Linked DNA regions of Zea mays: region 2 is linked to region 1. Evidence: chromatin contacts called from public Hi-C data. All regions are on one chromosome and are shown on one strand. Each heading gives the region's core, a stretch centred on a gene start, on an enhancer-like site or on the middle of the called end of the contact. The rest is flanking DNA. Distances are from core to core; before and after follow the strand shown.

Region 1 (5,195 bases), core at 1,099-3,598:
TGAAATAGTACATTCGTTGACAATCCCTTGAAACACCAGCGGCGTCATGTTATAGTTTATTTATAAATATATGATGCTACACAGATCTCTTGTGTGTTCGAGAAAATTGTTCATTAAATGTATTTTTCTTGCCAACAACCAAAGAATATCAGGCTATAGTTCAACTGTGACATCTGAAAAAAATTGTTTCATTAGTAGCCCTTATTGTTCCCCTAGTACCTAGCACTAGTCCTAATGCCAGACCAGCAGCTAGAAACTGATTGGAGATTAGGCAGGGCTAGGTGATTGCCAAGGGAAACATTGATTACATAAGTAAATATTGAAATGTGACCCATAGTCCCATACCAATGAAACATTCCGTTTTGGTACTTGACAAAAACTCATAAACTACATCCATTAGTATGTATGTATCTTGACACTTAATGTTAGAGGTGGAATGTTATTTACAGTTTAGACTTTAGAGAATGCCAGACATCAGGATTGGATAACAATTCCCTGATAAAATGCGACATGACAGTATCATCTTAATGTGTTGGAGATGGAAGAGCAACTAAGGATAACTTTTAGAATGACAGTTGGATCAACAATGTTTAGTGGAATGCGACCGCTATATTGGTGGGGTCTTTTTTTGAGTCGTGGGTAATAAACTAATACTTGATCATCAAGTAAACTCGTATACACATGTATTTACGAACAACCTACCATGCAAAAAGAGAAAAAAAAATATAAGCAATGAGGTATTTTTTGGTTTTTTGTCATATTAAAGTTGGTACTAGTATAATCAACAATCTTATATCTTATATATTTATTTCCTAATGGATTTTTAATGATTTTCTTTAAGAGAAACATAAAGGATACTTCAGGAAGAAGCAGTAAATATTTCAATAGAAGTCCGCAAACTTTGAGTGGATTGGAAAGAAACTTATCGAGAAATTAATTTATCAGTCACAATATATGTTTAATGTAGATGTCAGCCTAGCAAAATTTAATTTAAACATAGCATCCTGTCATTGGATTTTAAGTCTTTTTTCTGTGCTTAACTCTTGTCTTCCAGGCATTGCTTGATGAGCGCAAAAAAAAAAAAAAACAAGAAGAAGAAAGAAGAGGAAACCAAAGTATTTTATTTAAGAGGCCACTTGCCACAATTGAAGCTTACCTCCTTGGAGACTTCTTCAGCCTCCTTTGAAGATCGAGCATAATTCACCAAGACCTGCAGTTTAAATACAGCTTTCATATTATTCTGATGATAAAACCATTTATCCACTATGCATAATGGTCCATTTAAATTGACAATCTAACAGCTTGGTCTAGCAATGGCCATTGTGGGCTTGAGGTTTGTGCAGAGTTTAAGAGAAGCATACACATTTGATAAACTTCTCTATATTTATAAGCAGATTACTTAAACTTGTAACCTTGCAGCCTGCTTTTCCAAGAGCCAATGCAGTGGCTTTTCCAATCCCCCTGGAAGCACCAGTAACAACAACCACAGGACCTTCCAACTTTGTATCACCTTTTACAATGGCTTGATCAACAGCCGTGACATGAGTTCGTACACCTGTAAATACAAATTATTACTTAGTAAAAAAAGTATTAATTAGTTTATTTGTTGATAATTGAAATGATGTAATGTTCAAACTACAGTGTTTCCTTATGAATAACTAGGCAAGGGCACCATCATACATGCTTTCTTCACACAAGTTACACTGAAAGTTGAGGGAAGCATCCATCACCAAGAGCAGGATCACTAAACCTGTTCTAATTTTCAATACACTGTTCAAAATACCGTGGAATCCTTTTAACAGTAATCGCCAGCAGCTCCCCGACGATGCAGAGCCTAACAACCCACGAAATCAAAGCAAACTACTGCTATGACTCTAGAGATGAGGTCCGCACGCCGTACCGAGGAGGGCGACGGCGCGAGAGCTGCGGTCAGGGCCGGGGCGGAGCGCGGGTGCGAAGCTGACGAGGCCGCGGCGCGCCAGCGATGTGGAGAGGCCCGCCGGGGAGGCGAGCGCGGCGGCGGCGGCTGTGGCAGCGGCCATGAAGGATCGGAGGGCGGCGATGGGCGATGGGGAGGAGTCGGGGAGGGGGAGGGGGAGCCCGCGAGGAAGCCGTTTATAGAGGATGGCGTTGGGGGTTTGGCACGTTTGGTGTGGCTGCCTGCAGTCTGCTTGCTTTGGCAGCTCCGATGGCGACGGATGGCTTCTGGCGGAACGCCACGACGGTGGATGGCAGATCAGGGAAACGGGTGAGAACGGTTGCCTACACGGCTACACGCTACAACTACAACTACAACATACACAAAGCCCTCGCCCGTTCTCCGTTCGAGAGTCCGCAACATCCGTCATCGCGGGCCCCGCCCAAGGTTCAATGAATGAATTAGCCGCCACCGCCATGGCAGGAGATGGAAAATTTATCTCCTGACAACGTTTTTACCCTTTCTATAAAGCCTCGTCCCCGTCTTCTAGCGAGTGAAGTCCACACTCCACAGTGAGCAGCAGGAATTCAGCGCACGCCCTCTCGGCTCTCGCATTCCAAGGGTCCTCGCCACGCTAGCTATCAGTTCAACGCACGCCTCCCACATTCCGGCCGGCACATTTCCTGTTGTCTCCGATGGGTGACGCCGCTACTGCCGCCGCCGCCACTCTCGGCCTGACCTGGCCCAACGCCGCCGTCGAACTGCCTCAGGTGCGCCGCCTGTTTTGTTTCTACTCCAACTACATACGATGCCTTGATTCACCAGGATCGGCCTGTCAATTCCTATATATATGCATCTAGTGGTTTGGTTCGGATTCCCGTACGTGGAAAGCGGAATCGATTCGATCATCCGCCTAGCTAGCACAAGCCATCCGCGACAGTGTTAGTGCTACCGTCGACCGCACGCCGCTCAACCCGCGCGCGCGCTGTTGTCTGTTGTCTCAGATCAGCTTTGCAGCTAAGGACAGCGAATTCTCGGACTGGGACGGCGACATACTCGCGGTCGCCGTGACGGACAAGGACGTGCAGGTGCAGCCCCACGTCTCGGGCTCCGAGTTCGAGAACGCCGTCCTGAGGAGGCTCGACGTCCAGCTCGGCGGCCTCCTGCGGGCCGCGGCGGCAGAGGAGGAGTTCGCCGGCAGGCCCGGGCAGTCGGTGGTTCTCCGCGTGCGGGGGCAGCGGTTCAAGCGGGTGGCTCTCGTCGGTTTCGCCGCCCGCGACCGCGACCGCGACGCCGGGTGCCTGCATGGCCTAGGCGAATCCGTCGCGTCAGTTGCCAGGGCTGCTCGGGCCACCAGCGCCGCCATCCTTGTCGCCGACCCCGCTGTGGTCCGACCGGAGTCCAGGCTGAATGCTGCCGCGGCAATTGCTTCTGGTACTGTAGTACCTCGTGATGCTTTGCTCGCCGGATTAATTGAATTGAATCTGAATTTGAACTGTATATTGCAGGAACTGTGCTTGGACTGTACGAGGACAACAGATACAAGTCCGAGTGGGAAAAGGTGCATCTGAAACAGGTAGACCTGATTGGGCTGGGATCTGGGCCGGAGCTGGACCAGAAACTTCGCCATGCTAACCGTCTTTCGTCAGGGGTCATGCTTGCGAGAGATCTTGTGAACTCTCCTGCCAATGTCCTTACCCCTGGTCAGTAGGTTTGCCGTATCAATTGACGGAGTGGTTCTCCTTCGTCCTTCTGTTATAAAAATCATTCGTTCCATTCCAGGTGCTCTCGCGGAGGCGGCGGCGAAGATCGCTTCGACGTACAGCGACGTGTTCACAGCCACGATACTAGATGCGGCGAAATGCAGGGAACTGAAGATGGGCTCGTACCTGGCAGTCGCAGCGGCCTCTGAGACAAACCCGCCTTACTTTATCCACCTGTGTTACAAACCCCGCGGTGGTGACGTCAGGAGGAAGCTGGCTCTTGTTGGGAAAGGCATAACATTTGACAGGTTCGTATACTTTCAACACCGAATACTTGATTTTTGGATGCTCGATTCACCTCTGTCGTCTCCAGCGGCGGCTACAACATCAAGGCCGTACCGGTCGCCACCATCGAGCTCATGAAAAAGGACATGGGAGGCGCGGCGGCGGTGTTTGGTGCAGCAGAGGTTTTGGGACAGATCAAGCCGCCTGGAGTCGAGGTACTTGGGGGATTCAGTTACTAGTTAGTACGAGTACCAATCAATGAAAGTGAACGGCGAAAGATTCATAGGAGGCGGCTGTTTTTTTTTTTTTGCTTGTCTTAGAATAGAGAATGTGTCGATGGATCAGCTGGTTCAGTGTGTTTTCTGATACAGTCTCAATGGTCCCTTCGTGACTGACAGGTCCACTTCATATCTGCCGCGTCTGAAAATATGATCAGTGGCTCAGGCATGAGACCCGGCGACATCGTGACTGCTTCCAATGGAAAGACCATCGAGGTACATATTTTCTCTTGCAGTAGTAACGCGTTTCAGAACCCGTCATTGTCCTGCTAATTTCGTAGCGTTCATTGTCTTTGTATTCATATGTTAGCACACATGCTTCTTCAGGTAGATAACACGGATGCGGAGGGGAGGCTTACACTGGCTGACGCTTTGGTCTATGCTTGTAACCAAGGTGTTGACAAGGTAACCATTTAGACCGTACTGAGCAGTGTATACTGCAATTTTTATAGAGTGGGATTTGAAATATGATAGGCCGCTGGAAATATGATGAATTCGTTCTCTACTGGCTATGCTTGTCAGTTTGTAGATGCAGACGATGAACCAGAATTGATACTCCCTCCGTACTTACTAATATATAATAATAATGCATATAACTACGTGCTTTTTTTATTTAAGTCCCATAATACAAATATATAAGGCGGACGTTCTTCGTAGCCGATACATAAATAGATTTCGTCTGTAATCATTGTAATCATGGTATGCAGATTATTGATCTGGCGACGTTAACGGGTGCTATTCGTGTCGCGCTTGGGCCCAGCATCGCTGGTAATATGACTATCCTTGACCACCGGTGCTCCACCCCTGGGCCCTGGCCTCCGCTAGCTAATAATTCTACTAGTAAGCATCTGAAAAAGACGACAGCAAGTTTTACAGCATCTATGATGCATGTCTCTCCAAAACAAACTCAGGGATTCTAACGCCAAGCGACGAGCTAGCGGAGGAATTCGCGGCCGCCTACGAGGTCTCCGGGGAGAAGTTCTGGAGGCTGCCGATGGAGGAGAGCTACTG
Region 2 (5,195 bases), core at 1,610-4,109, 170 kb after region 1:
TATGTGAAAAATTAAGCAGTAAGCTATTATTATTGTTTTCATATAGCTACATGGCCTCTACATACTTTCTGAGAACGTGTTCCGATAACAATTATGAACATCATTTTATAGCTTTTAATCATTTTCTTTTTCCCCAGCACATTACTAAAGAACTCTATACTGAAACTACTTTAACTGCATACTAAAATTGTTTACCTATAGTTTCCGTCAAAGTTGTGGATACCACAACCTGGAAGAGTTGGTGGTAGATTTTTCATCAAGTATGAAATGTCTGTGATGCTGAGCTGGGTGCTTGGTGGCAACAGGTGCATACCAAAACTATTAATTACTAGCATGTGTTCCTGTTTCAAGCACATATGCAATAGTAATAGGTTTCCATTAGTTTAAATGTCCATGCAAAAAAGTAAACACCACCTAGACTTTATTCTTAGTCTTCCATTATCACATCCGTACTCATCATGCACATGAAACTTTCCATTTTGTATAGCTCAAAAGGTAGAAGGAAGACCTTTAAGTTGCCCACTTTCTGACAAGGTATGTTATCATAGTAACTGTGAAATTGATATAGGACCAATATTTGATATTTGCTGGCATCTAGCATCACTCTAAAGGCACATGACGAGATTTATCGATGATGAGTCGTTGGAAGAAGCAATAAGTGGATAGTACATTCTTTGTTTCTTATTTATGTATAAATTAAGATCACATAAACGGATTTAACACCGCGCGCAGGGCGTGCGGCAATACACTAGTATTTTAAATGTTTGGAAGGGTCCTTGGCTATCTAGGGATTTCTCAGGATATATTTGGCAGCAAAGAAAAAAAACTCGACCTGCGAAAAGTAAGACAGCCCCCGAGCATTATATTAAGAAGAAGACCTTCTCACACATGTCGAGAAAACCACTGAACCCCTGCCTCACCCATACACAGCGGCATCGAAAGCCCATGTGACAACGACCATGACTGGGGCTGAGCTTTAGACCTGTGCTTTGACATGGGACAGACGAGGGGATTTTTTAACCACAGCCTGAAATTCGCTCCCACGGAGAGTCGAACCCAGGACCTGAGGAGTGCTACTCAGACCACCTAACCAACTCAGCTAGAGGCCCTTTCGCAGCAAAGAAAATAAAGAGGATTAGAGGGCTAAAATTGACTTACTATTTAATTTTAAATAAAAACAATTTTAGTCTCTCCAATTTCATTGAATCATCTTACTCACAAACAAGCTCTCAATGGGTCCAATCCCACCATGAGGTACCAGCTCGGTTGCACATGTATTTGAGCTCATAGATCCTATCTCTGGAGGCTGGGATTATGAACTGGTGGAAGAGATTTTTTTTATCAAATCGTAAGTCGATTCTTGCCTTACCGGTGAGAGAAGGGAGACGTGAGCAAGACATATAATCATGGTTTTTATTTCTTTTCCTTTTTCGATAGAGATATATTGTCTGCATCTACCGTGTAACTGTCGACATAAAAAGAGAGCAAATCCACCACGCAAGACATAAAGTATTATCCTATACTGAAAGCCCGGACATGCATATGTTATCTTGTGTATTATAATCTAATGAACAAACATTGGTGATTTTTTTGTCTTTAAAACTCTACTGGTATAGTACCCGTACGTTGACGACACATAAATATTTGATAAAATATTAGCCAAGCAATATATATTTTATCATCGACCTTAATATCTCACAAACTATTTACCAATAACCAATATAAAAATAAACTTGGAATCCAGATCGCCTTATAAAACTAAACTATGAATCCGAATCGCCTCCTCTCCTATCTCTCGGCTGTTCAACCATGCATCGCCAGCGACGACGCCTTCTCCTCCCCTCGGTTGTTCTTGCCCCACCGTTTGAAGAGGCCCAGGGCGATGGAGATTTGCGGCAGCGGTTCGAAGCGCTTGTCGACGAGGGATGGTAAAGGCGACATCGCGGTTGGGGCACAACGATGGGGCTGGCGAGTCAGAGGCCAGTGAGATGTAATAAGTCTAATTAGTACATGATTTGTTAACATAATGCTACAACAAACATAGCTAATCATGGATTATTAATTAGGCTAAATTTTTATCTTATTATTTAGTCTTCATCTATCATGGATTATTAATTAGGCTTAAATTTTTTTGTCTTATTATTTACTCTTCATCTTATATTTAAGTAGACTATATTGAATACTTATATTTAACATCTAAATGTTTAATGTGACACATACTAAACTTTAGTCCTCAAAACCAAACACCCTCAGTTTCCTCCAACACTCTATTTGTCGGCAAGACTCAGGAATTTTTCTACAATAATTGATGCAACATAGTTATTTTAAAACAACATAACAGCATTTTTGGTGGGAGTGGAATGCAAGGAAAGGCAAATTTCAAATATAAGGGAAATGAACAATTCGAATGGTGTCAAGAAAAGCTATGCTTATTTGGTCTAAAAACAGTTGATGTTTTAGGTTTAGTCGCGAAAATTTAGGGAGACAGAAAATAGAGATATAGCTACATTAGAACAAAAAAATGTGTTGACTGAAGAAAATTATGCATTGAGAAATGAAAATAATGATTATTTTATAATAAAATTTGAATCCTTTAATATTACGTACTTTTTTTGGACGGAGAAAGCATAAATTATTTTAGAATAGCGACGGTATAAATGATTTATGCTATCGAGGGAATTCGTTTAAAAATAACGGAGCACCGTCTGTCGGAGTGGCACGGCCGGCCCAGAGTACAGCGTCTTCTTTTACAAGTACTATTCTGGTGATAGCAGTGTGGTTGGCAGTGCCGACTGCCGAGGAATAGATGGAGTCACACAAATGGCACTGACACACACTTGACCTCCCGGTGACGCAGCGCCGACCGCGCACACACTCCCCAGACTCCGCAGGGACCCAACGCAGCGGTCAAACAAAGGCAGCGGCAGCCGGCCGGCAGCGGCAACGGCGTAACTCCCAAGTCACCTCCGCCTCGGGCTCCAAAAATCCCCACCCGACCTCGAGACTGAGCGGACCGACGGTGATGTCGTCGTCGGTGCCCCCGCCACCGCCCCAGCAGGAGCTGGAGTCGCCCTCCGCCGGCGGCGACAAGGTCCTGGCCGCAGCGCAGCACATCGTCAAGTCCCTCGCCACCTCCAAGAACGCCGCTGACGACATGATCCGCATACTCTCCGGCTTCGACAACCGCCTCTCCTCCATCACCAACGACCACCTCTTCCCCTCCCCCGACCTTACCGCCGCCTCCGCCTCCGAGATCTCCGCCGCCGCCGCCTCCTTCGACGCCGCCGACCAGCTCATCCAGCTCTGGGACGCCACCCCGGACGCGCTCGTCTTCGAGGCCCCCGAGGACGACATCGCGCAGTACCTCGCGGCCGTGGACGTCGCCATCGACCACCTCGCGCGCGGCGGCCCCGGCGGCGCGCGGGCCGGCGTCGCCGTCCAGCTCGCCATGGTGCGCCTCGAGGAGGAGCTGCGCCACCTCATGGTCCGCCACGCCGTCCCCATCGACCCCACGGGCCTCTTCTTCTCGCTCCGCCGCCTCTCGCTCGAGTCCATGGACGACCTCGACGCCTGCCCCGACTTCGACGCCGCCACGCCGCACAGCCTCGACGCCACCCCCGCCGGCCCGGAGACCGCGCGCGGCGCCTCCCTCGGATCTAACCCCTTTGAGGACCAGGTGTTCGATCCCGTGCGCCCCGAGGCCGTCGAAGACCTGCGCGCCATCGCCCACCGGATGGCGCGCGCGGGATACGCCCGCGAGCTCGCCGACGCCTACTGTGGCATCCGCCGCGACCTGCTCGACGAGTACCTCTCCGTGCTTGGCGTCGAGCGCCTCAGCATCGACGATGTGCAACGCATCGAGTGGAAGCTGCTCAACGACAAGATGAAGAAGTGGGTGCACGGGGTCAAGACGGTCGTGCGCGTGCTGCTGGCTGGTGAGCGTCGCCTCTGTGACCAGGTGCTCGATGCGTCTGATGAACTTATGGATGCGTGCTTCCTTGAGTCCACCAAAGGATGCATTATGCAGATTCTTAGCTTTGGGGGTGCCGTGGCGGTGTGCCCCCGCTCGCCAGAGAAGGTCCCTCGGATCCTTGACATGTATGAGGCACTTGCAGAGGTGATCCCTGAAATGAAGGACTTGTGCATAGGAAGTTCTGGGGATGGCGTGATCAGTGACGTGCAAGCCATTCTTGATAGGCTTGGGGATGCCGTGAGGGGTAACCTGTTTGAGTTTGGGAAGATGTTACAGCAGGAGACCTCAAGGAGGGCGATGGCAGCTGGAGAGATCCACCCAATGACACGCTATGTCATGAACTATTTGAGGTTGCTGGTTGTTTACAGTGAGACACTTGATGCACTCTTGGCCGATGACAGCAGTGATCATGATACTTTCAGAAGTTCTGATGATCAGGATCAGGAACACTTGGAGAGAATGACCCCTTTTGGAAGGCGTCTTCTGAAGCTGATATCTTACCTGGAGGCCAATTTGGAGGAAAAATCTAAGCTCTATGACGATGCTGCCCTGGAGTGCATATTTGCCATGAACAATTTGCTCTATATTGTTCAGAAGGTAAAGGATTCAGAGCTGGGGAAGGTTTTGGGTGATCACTGGATAAAGAGGCGGAGTGGCAAGATTCGACAGTATTCAAAGAGCTACCTAAGGGTTTCGTGGACGAAGCCTTTGTCTTATTTCAAGGAAGATGGACATGGCAGTGGGAGTGGGAGTGGCAGTGGCAGTGGCAGCGGCAGTGGGCATTCAAGTTCGAGGATGTCCATCAAGGAAAGGTTCAAAAACTTCAACATGGCCTTTGAGGAAATTTACAGGAACCAGACACTCTGGAAAGTTCCAGATCCTCAGCTCCGGGAAGAACTGAAGATATCAATATCTGAAAACGTGATTCCAGCTTATCGTGCTTTTCTGGGCAGATATGGCAATCAAGTGGACGGGGGAAGAAATCCAGGAAAGTATATAAAGTACACACCGGAAGATTTGGAGAGCCAGCTATCCGATTTATTTGAGGGATCACCAGTGTCTGCCAATCACTCTAGGAGAAGAGCATAGTTCGTGGTTGGCCGGATCCATGTTGCAGGTACGATTTTGTTTTGATGGGTTGATATTGATGAACTTTTGTACACAGCGCATCTGTTGATTGGATGCTTGTTCCCATAGTAGTCACTACAGTACTGTAATACAA

What was found. A called contact is a pair of places that touch in the nucleus more often than the background predicts.
Region 2: a contact with region 1 is called in a Hi-C map of bundle sheath, with 1.7 times the contacts expected there. The contact joins the promoter of LOC100281479 here to the promoter of LOC103627183 in region 1. A contact is called at or near these places in 3 of 25 Hi-C or Micro-C datasets (bundle sheath, leaf and leaf mesophyll).

What each region holds. Positions count from the first base shown.
Region 1 is chr5:166,388,456-166,393,650 of Zm-B73-REFERENCE-NAM-5.0, forward strand. LOC103627183 (leucine aminopeptidase 2, chloroplastic) reads left to right here and starts at 2,349. Exons shown (of 10, transcript XM_020538538.1): 1 at 2,349-2,688; 2 at 2,923-3,352; 3 at 3,427-3,621; 4 at 3,701-3,929; 5 at 3,995-4,121; 6 at 4,305-4,400; 7 at 4,512-4,589; 8 at 4,892-4,952; 9 at 5,096-5,195. The coding sequence starts at 2,614. LOC100274506 reads right to left here and starts at 2,087. Exons shown (of 11, transcript NM_001360603.1): 1 at 1,901-2,087; 2 at 1,413-1,555; 3 at 1,157-1,210. The coding sequence starts at 2,042.
Region 2 is chr5:166,557,966-166,563,160 of Zm-B73-REFERENCE-NAM-5.0, forward strand. LOC100281479 (protein binding protein) reads left to right here and starts at 2,860. Exons shown (of 1, transcript NM_001154397.3): 1 at 2,860-5,195. The coding sequence starts at 3,023. The coding sequence ends at 5,062.